Linked DNA regions of Mus musculus: region 1 is linked to region 2. A link is a contact called in public promoter capture Hi-C data. All regions are on one chromosome and are shown on one strand. The core of a region is the stretch at or near the end of the contact, and the rest is flanking DNA. Distances in the headings are between cores, read along the strand shown.

Evidence for each region. Capture Hi-C pulls out chosen DNA fragments and counts their contacts.
Region 1: a contact with region 2 is called in a promoter capture Hi-C map of liver. The contact joins two enhancer-like sites.

Annotation. Positions count from the first base shown.
Region 1 is chr19:40,413,826-40,418,676 of GRCm38.p6, reverse strand. The region is part of intron 2 of Sorbs1 (sorbin and SH3 domain containing 1); the gene reads left to right. Among named protein-coding and RNA genes, the nearest start is that of Sorbs1, 97 kb to the left of the region's middle. Within about 2 kb of position 1,291, at least 15 of the 459 cell types and tissues checked have an H3K27ac peak or open chromatin away from gene starts, as enhancers often do. A contact at or near this core is called in liver, where this site is marked.
Region 2 is chr19:40,230,688-40,234,874 of GRCm38.p6, reverse strand. All of the region lies in intron 4 of Pdlim1 (PDZ and LIM domain 1 (elfin)), which reads left to right. Among named protein-coding and RNA genes, the nearest start is that of Gm41845, 39 kb to the left of the region's middle. Within about 2 kb of position 2,109, at least 33 of the 459 cell types and tissues checked have an H3K27ac peak or open chromatin away from gene starts, as enhancers often do. A contact at or near this core is called in liver, where this site is marked.

The DNA.
Region 1 (4,851 bases), core at 42-2,541, 180 kb before region 2:
TGGGAAAACCTAAAGAGGAAAGAATGGATGGAATTAAAAAAAAAAACATGCATCATTAGAACTTTATTTCAAAACCTTCATCGCAAGAGAGAAATACTTAAGAGGAAATGCCAGACATACATAATTTTCATGACCAGATAATGTAACGAATTATAGCCAAAGCATATGAGGTGTGTCAGGGAAGTGACACTGGGTCTTTTTATTTAATTTATTTAGTGTGTGCTTATATCCATCCATTCCTTCTGTAGTTTGAACAGTACTTAAAAAATGAAGCTTATTTGAAATGAAAAAGGGTTTCTTTATCACAAAAAGTAAAATATTTGAACAATCTCTTTAAGTTTTGTTTTGTTTTAATGTCTTTGCCAAAAGAAATTCTATTATTGAGTGGCACTGTGTTTAATACAAACAACTGGAGACTTTGGGAGCTTTAAGAGCTTGATGCAGTGAAGAAGGGAGGCAGGCAGGAAGTCCTCACCCTAGCTGAGCTGTTGGTACTTGGTGGCTGATGGAGAAGGGCGAGCAGGTTGTCTTTAAGAGGGTTTACCATGCTCCAGTGGATGGCCACACATCCAGGAGCATCTGACCCAGTGTTGTTTAAAAACGAAAACCAAAAAACAAAAAAACAAGGACACAAACTTGGGTGAGTAGGAAAGTGGGCTGCCTCTGTGAGGGTATGGGGGGCTGGTGAATGAGATCTGGATGAATGTGTTGTGTGATGGTCTCAAGGAACCAGCTGAGGAAAGGGTTTGATGCATTGTGAAACTAGCCCTCACACTGTGATAGGACTGTATGGTAGGATGTACATGGGGAGTTAGAAATACTTTCATGAAAAAGCAAGACATCTGCTTGTTACATTGTGTCGACGTTTTATAGGTTTTGGCCACTATGAAGTATGATGTGAAGTGGCTTTGCATTCAGGGCCCCTTTGAATTCTTTGCTCTCCCAAACATCCAGCTGAGATGTGTTGAGATAAGAAATGCCTGTGCTTTTACTAGATTTCTCATTTGTAACCCACTGCCAGGCTGCTTGCAGACGGGGCCGGCAGTCATGACTAGCAGGCCCTGTGAGTGGAACTGCACCCACACATTGCTTTATTCACTGTGAAAATTTTACAGGAGAAGAAGGAAAAATCTGTTTCCTTGCTTAAATGAAAGCCCGACACAATTAGTATAAAACATAAATACTATGCCAGTGAGTGAACAAATTCTTCAACATGTCCAGCACTGTGTGAAGGCTTGGATTTGGGCGTGGACATTGAATGGTTGTGTGCTTTATACTTGCTTTGGTCAGTGTTTCTTGGACTGTAGCCTTAAAACCTTCCTGCCAGGAGCAGAGGTTGCAGGTTCCACAGGGCTCTTCAGTCACCTATCTGGGAGCAGACCCTACACGTGTTGTAGAGCAGCACTTCTCACAGCCACAGTGCGAGCAGTTTCCCAACAACAGACACCCTGTGGTACATCAGTAAAAGGTGCAGGCTACCTTGCTTTTCTAATTGGATTTTTTTTTTTTTTAATCTAGAGAGTTCAAACTCATGCAGAAAAATTGAGAGCAAAGCCGACTTATTTTGAGCCCATGATTTTACTACTGTATGAAGGAGATTTGAAAGTTCAAGGCATTGTGTACTGTGTCCTCAATTTGAGCAATAAAACTGACTTTTTTAAAAGTACAGGTTAAAAATTTAGTGGAAGGGCACGGAATAGTTTAAAAATGTTACTGTTGTTTTTCTGAATTCTGTAATTCATCAAGTAGCGATTAAAAATACATTTCTGTTAGGAAAAGCGTGTATTTGAGAAATCATTTATTATTAAGATGCTTGTGAATTTATAAAACAGCAAATGTGGAGGGGATGGATGAAGAGAGAGACCCAGTGTCTTAGCAAGGTCCATCAGCATCCCTTTGTTATAACTTTTGTGATGAAATCAAAGTCAAGTAGGAAAATTTGTGTCTTTTTTTTTTAACTTTTTATTGATTCTTTGTGAATTTCACATCATGTTTTATGTAAAGATATTATTGGGATTTTTTTGTTGTTGCCTGGCTAAGATGTTATAATTATCTTAAAGAAACAACAAGAAAAGCCGGGCGTGGTGGCGCACGCCTTTCATCCCAGCCATCGGGAGGCAGAGGCAGGCGGATTTCTGAGTTCGAGGCCAGCCTGGTCTACAAAGTGAGTTCCAGGACAGCCAGGGCTACACAGAGAAACCCTGTCTTGAAAAACCAAAAAGAAAAAAGGAAGAGAGAGAGAGAGAAAAGAAAAGGAAAAAAAAGAAACAAGAAGAAGCCTGGGCAGTGATGGCTCAAGCCTTCAATCCAGCACTCAGAGGAGGATCTCTCAGTTCACGGCCAGCTTTGAACAGCGCGAGTTCCAGGACAGCCAAGGCTACAACAGAGAAACCCTGTCTCAAAAAAACAAAAACCAAACCAACCAACCAAACAAACAAACAAAAAATTGACAATGTGGATATCAGAGAATCCGTCACTTTAACTTTGACTCAAAAACAAAAAAGATTTCATGTGACATATCTGTGCTTAATTGAAACCTCCCTCCCACCCCCCTTAAAGCCAGGATCTCACTATGTAGCTTAGGTTGGCTTTGAACATGCTGTCTTTCTGTCTCTTGTCCCAAATGCTGGGATTATAGACCTTAGCCACCATGCCCAACTTGAATGGGAGGTGGTGCTGGTTGGTTGGTTGGTTGGTTGGTGTGGGGATGGGACCAGGAGCTGCAGCATGAGAGAGAAGCACTTCACTGTTAAACTCCACCCCAGCCCTGTGACCTCAGAGGGAATGAGGAAGGAAATGAAATAAGGGTTAGATGAAATTTACAACCTTGATTTGTGAATAGTTTGATATGTATCTAAATCTCTATATCAGTGTGGGCAAAATATATGGTCTATTTGAAATAAATTGTCTTTATGTAACTCGTCATCATGTAAGTAGATATCAATAAAAAGTAAATACATATCGGTAAAAAATATAATTTTGGTAATTTAATAATTGGTCTCTGCCCCGCCCCTATTGATATTCTCTAAGCCAGGGCCAACATCGATTCACTCCTCACCCTTGTTTCATTTGTTTTTGTCCCTTCCCCCATCATTTCTTCCTCCATTTAAACCTCTCTAACAACTGGGGGTTGGGGGGAGCAGTAGGAACCCCCAATATGTCCTCTGTGTCTTGCCAGATGACATTTCTGGTTCTCGGCTTCTCAGCTGGAAGGGCCCACTCTGGGGTGACATCCTTATCTTTCTGACAGTTAGCTGCCTTCCAGCCCTGAGATCTGAGTTCCCATGACCCAGGCACTCTATTTTCCTAGCTAGGAATTTCCAGAGCCCCAGCTGGGATGCCCTTTGCCTTCCCGGCAGCTGGCTTCATTCGGAATTTAATGAGCTTGCTGAGTTGAGTGGCCAGAGAAGGGTTTCCCTCACTGGAAGGACTCTGACACTTTTTCCTGTAAAGTAAGTAATTGCCAGGGGCTGCCTGGCTCCAGGAAAGGGCCTTCCCAGCCCTCTCCCCTGTGGTCAGGGTCTAGGGCCTACATAATCCCCAGCCTTCTCACCCTGTTTGAGGTAGCCATCAGTGAAGGAGGAGTATATTTTAAATTCTTGGTGTTGTTTTAGTTCCATGTCCACTGGGGACAGTTAAGCCAGCCTGTTGGTGAACTTGCGTTGGCGGTCGGGATTTCCATTTCCCGCCACGTCTGCTTCTCTGCATTTAAGTTTGCTGGTTAGGCAATACAGCTGTGAGTTTAGCAGGCGGGAGCTTCGAGTGCTTCATTACCACTCTGAGAGTTCAAATATTCCTGCTTTTATGGAGGGCTTTAGGCACGTTTTAGATCCACCTCCTCCCCGCCACCCCCCCCCCCAATATAGTCTTTACATATTTATAGAAGAACCTGGTTTTGCACCGTTTTGAGGAAACAGAAGGAAGTCCACAATTACAGACTTCTGAAGCTGGGTTCCTTTGGCCACATGAAACCTTCCTGAGAGCAGACGGCGGTGGTGGTGGCTAGATGTTTCTCCCAGCCCCCATCTAGATCACTGATTAACCTTTGTCACAGATGGCCAAGGACTTTGATGTCTTGCAGCCTACAGACTGTAGAAGCGTGGGTCCTGGGTAGAGTCACCACAAGGTCGGAGTTAAATATTCTCTGCCTGTGGCAAGAAAACCTACATTCCTGGCAGTGGCTTTTCCTTCTTCATGCTGGACCCAGAGGGTTGCAGGTATACTTAAACAGTGACCCAAGAAGCCTTCCATTAACTGGAATTTCTACTCATCGCCAACTCTCTTCTACTTTGGGGGTTAGAGGGAGACAAGAAGAAAATAAGCCAATCATGTCAACATGGCGCTCACGTATGAAGCGCTTCCTGTGTGCACAGCAGTATATTGATGGGCAGAGGCCCCTGAATCCTTGTAACATGAGTCTTCGCGTTATTTTACTCCTTTGGCATGTGGGGACACAGAGGTTTACAGTGTTAGCAGAGCCAGAGGGAGGCACTTAGAACTCTTCCATGCTGGTTAGAGTTCATGCCAAGAAGGTAGTTGTTCTCTTAATGATGAACTTCCATTCCCAACTCTGCTGTCTTCTGCAACTAACCCCAGAAGGTAGAGCCTTCATCTAGTATCTCTTGAGTGTATGCACTCTCTGCCTGTCTCTCTGTCTGTCTCTTAGCTAGAGGCTAACATATGGTGTCTTTATTCTTTCTCCACCTTACTTCCTTTGCGATCTATTTTTTATTATTTTTAAGTTTTATACAGGTGTGTTTGACCTCATGTGAGTTTATGTACAGGAGCCCTCGGAGACCAGAGGTGTCAAACGCCCTGGCACTGGAGTTAGAGAGGACTGTGAGGACATGA
Region 2 (4,187 bases), core at 860-3,359:
ACATGTGTGCCTGGTATCTGTGGAGGCCAGAAAGTAGGGGGGGGGGCGCTCGATTCTTTCAAACTGGGAATACAGAAGACTGTCAGCCACCATGTGGGTGCTGGCATCTAAACATGAGCCTTTTGGAAGAGCAGATCCAGCCCCCACATTTTATTTTATTTATTTATTTTATGTATATGAGTAGCTGTCTTCAGACACATCAGAAGAGGGCATTGGATTCTGTTTTAGATGGTTGTCAGCCACCTAGGAATTGAACTTGGGACTTCTTGAAGAGCAGTCAGTGCTCTTAACCTTTAAGCCATCTTTCCAGTCCCCTACATTTTATTAAAATTTTTTCCTTTATGTTTATTTTGTTGTGTTTTTGCCTGAGTTTATCTATTACTTCTAGATTTTAAAAAATAGATTCTGTGTAATTTTCGATGTGTCAATCATGTTGTGTAAGTGATTCTCACGTGGTCTTCTTTGACCTTTTTTTTTTTTTTTCATTTTTTCCTGTTTGCTTGGCCCTGCTTGCTCCAGCCCAAAGATTTATTTATTTATTATATTTATTTATTACACTGTAACTGTCTTCAGATACACCAGAAGAGGGCATCAGATCTCATTATGGATGGTTGTGAGCCACCATGTGGTTGCTGGGATTTGAACTTAGGACCTTCGGAAGAGCAGTCCGTGCTCTTAACCACTGAGACATCTCTCCTGCCCCTTATTTGTTATTTGTTTCCCTTTCCCCCCATAGTGCAGTGGCTATAGTTTACAGCACTGTGGGGAGCAGTAGAGGCCAGAGGATGAGACCGTGGCATGTCACTTCTCCCTATTAGACAATGCCATGGGTTCTGTAGATGCACTGTAGCGAGCTAGGGACGTTCTCTCCAGTTCTATTTTTCTGACTGTTTAGTTATTTTTAGTTTTAGTTATATTGAAGTAAAGTCTTGCTACATAGACCAGGCTGTCCTGGAATTCACTGTGTATTCAAAAGAATTTTTGCAAATCTGCCGATAATGTCTATAGCATCTTGAAGACTTGTCTGTGACATGTAATTCGTTTTATATATTGCTGAATTTTATTTGCTATGAAATTTACATCTTTATGAGGGATATCACCTATTGCTTTCTTTTTAAACACTGTCACCTTATTTTATATTAGTATAATATTTACTTCACTAAGTAAGTCAGGAAATACTTGCTTCACTTTGTTCCAGGGAAGAGAATAGGTAGAGTAAGTTGATCTCTCTGAAGTATGCACCTTTATTATGTAGCCCAGGCTAACCATGAACTCTTGAGCCTCCAGAGTCCTGAGAGTGCAGGCCTTTTTATATACACAAATAGGAATCTTTTTGCTCCATTTCTTATGCATGCTTTTATCCCAATTACTTTTTCAGATATTGCGTTAATATCTTACAGCCTAATGTCTAAGTCTTAGGATTTTAGAGTCTTGTGTTGTTTTTTGAATTAGGTTGACTGTGTTTTGGTTAGGGTAATGCATATTGAGAATACTTCATAAAAGTCACAGCATATAAAAAATGCTGTCATATTATTTGAAAATAAATGGTAAATTGTTCTTCTTCCCTCCCTCCCTCCCTCCTTCCCTCCCTCCCTCCCTCCCTCCCTCCCTCCCTTCCTTCCCTCCCCTTTCTTCCTCCCCTCTGTCTCTCCCCTCTCACTCTCTTTTCCTTCTCCCCCCTCCCTTTCTTTTCTTTCTTTCATTATTCCCAAGCCTGTTTGCTGGAAGAATGTATGATGTCCTTGTGGTTTAGTTCTGTTATTTTTAGTGTTCCCTTGGTGGCTTCCAGACATAACATATAACAAATAAGAGAAAAAAATTCATCCTCCAAACATTCCATGGCCTGATCTGGATTTTAAAATAGTCCTAAGAGCAATAGGAAAAAGATTAAGAAAGAATAATGTAATGTGCTTATTATGGTGAGGTTCCAAGCCCAAAACTCAAGTATCAAAAAGGATGGAATTGAGATGGTAGAAGACTCTGGTTTGACTCCACCAGGTGGCCATTCAACCTGCCCCATGTTTTGCTGCAAGGGAAGGGAGACAGATAAGGGTAGATAGAGACCAGCTGCCATGGGCAGGTTACACAAGGGTGGCTGCTTCTATCCAGCCATTGCAAATCAAAGGTGGCAGGTGCAGCCAGCACCAGCCTTATCCAGTAGTAGCAGAGCCTATGTCACCCTTTGTGGACCTTGTTTTCTTTGTTATCAGAATATGTTTGGAGTCCAAGGGAAACCTACCTGGGGCTTTATTCCTGTGTTTGAGTCTTTCGCTTGGAGCCCGAGTATATAAATTTTCCAGCAGGCTGTCCTGTCTTCCCTACCGCTTGTCTCAGAGGAGAGGAAAAAGGACAGCGAGGGAGAGATGAACAGGAAAGGGGTAGTAACTTAGAGGAAATTACCATAGAAAACATACTTTTTCTCTTCAAAATGGACCATGAACCAATTGCACAATGGTGGGTAGGAAATGAGTGAATAGATTCAATGGCTGTAATTCCTTTGCTCTCAGTGGTGTGGAGGGTGAGAGTTCATAGCTCAGCAACTTCAGCTTGTGCGTTTGTGTTTGTACATATCTATCTACACGCAATGATAGTAACCGCCACTGGTAGTTCATCTGATCTTTGTGCTTGCTCCTTCTGGGCACAGTATGTCTTTCAGGTAGCTTCTAAACAAGTTATGCAAATGAGAAGAAAGAGCATGTGTGGGTTGAGAAGGTGGGTCCTCCACAGCCCTGCATTGCTTCAGGGTGAGCTCACAGGATCATGGCGATCATAGCAAGGAGGGAGTGGCATTGATGCTTACTAACTTACCTGGTGCTGGATCTGAGTCTGGGCTACGTCCTGAGACAGACCTGGGCACTTACAGAGAGCAAGGCAATATGTTTGTTTACCTCTAGGGGGAGCCAAAAATTAAAAAAAAAAATCCAGGTAGAGTATGCGGGAGGAGGGTGAGTTAGAGGGTAGAGGACAGGTATGTGTGGTACTGTTGTAAGTCAGGGTCAGTAAATCCTCTCCAAGGAATACACCCTGTGTGTAGCAGGGTTCTCTGGAAATACATGGGGGTCACAGCACAGGTAGAAGGATCAGTAAGAACTTTGCCTAGAATGAGGCTGGCTGGTCCAGTCATAGCTGGAGAGCTGTTCTGAGAAAAGGCCTTAATCTTCAAAGGCCTTTATGAAATGAACATTTATTCCAAAGGTGTTGAACTTGAATACACTTGCGTTTTGTTTATAAAAGCTAAATATTTGGTTCTAGGTCAGATGAGGAGGTTGCGTTGAGCCACAGTGTGAAATTCCTAATTCCTTGGAAATCCGCCTCTGACCTCTGTCGCAAGGCAGCAGAGAGGCAGGCTTACACAGCTGGTGGGTCTTGCTGGTGTACCGTGGTGTGGCGTAATCGTGCAGGGGAGCTGGGAATTTGAGAGGAGTCTGGATAAGGACAGTCTGCCATTGAAGGGCTACCTCCCTTCTACCATTTCTCTGTGGCCAGTGTGGCCAGGCAGCGTAAGCTGTGGCTTAGTGAAAAAAAAAAAAAGGCCCAGCATCATAGTAGTGCCTGCCTCAGCTTGTCTTGGGCATGCAAAGTAAGGGAGGAAGGAGTGGGAGGCATGGTCTGGCTTGCCTGGCCCCCAGGGTCTGAGCCTTCACTTAGTAAAGCCTGTGAACTTTTCCTTCTCTCTACAATCCCTGTGAGTGGGGCAGGCCAAGGCTGCTGCCTCCAGCTAGAGGCACAGAGGCCGGAGAGTTCCATTCTGAAGGACGAGGAGCGTCCGGCAGCGTGAGAAGCACTTTGACATCAGGAATGAAAAGATGAGGTTTCTGCTCATGCGAGGAATGCATGTGCCACCCCCCTGCAAGGGGACTCAGCTGAGTTTTAGTGGCTGGGTTGCGGTTGACATTTTTCCTCTTCAAATTTTTCTCTTGACATAATGTTGACTATGTAATTTTAAAAGAGGGAAAGAAGTCCCCATCTGTGGGAGTAAGCCACAACGTAATTGAATTACGAGACTATTTGGGAAAATAGCCTCTTACTGTATTAAAGTAGCAGCCAGCTTTGCTTACCAGGACCCACTGCAACATTGTCAGGGGAGTTGGAGACATGGGATAATCACTGTCCATTCTTTCAAGTAGTATGTGCTTGCTTGAAAGGAAGTACCTGGTGAAGTTTTGGGACTAACTTTTCACCGTTGT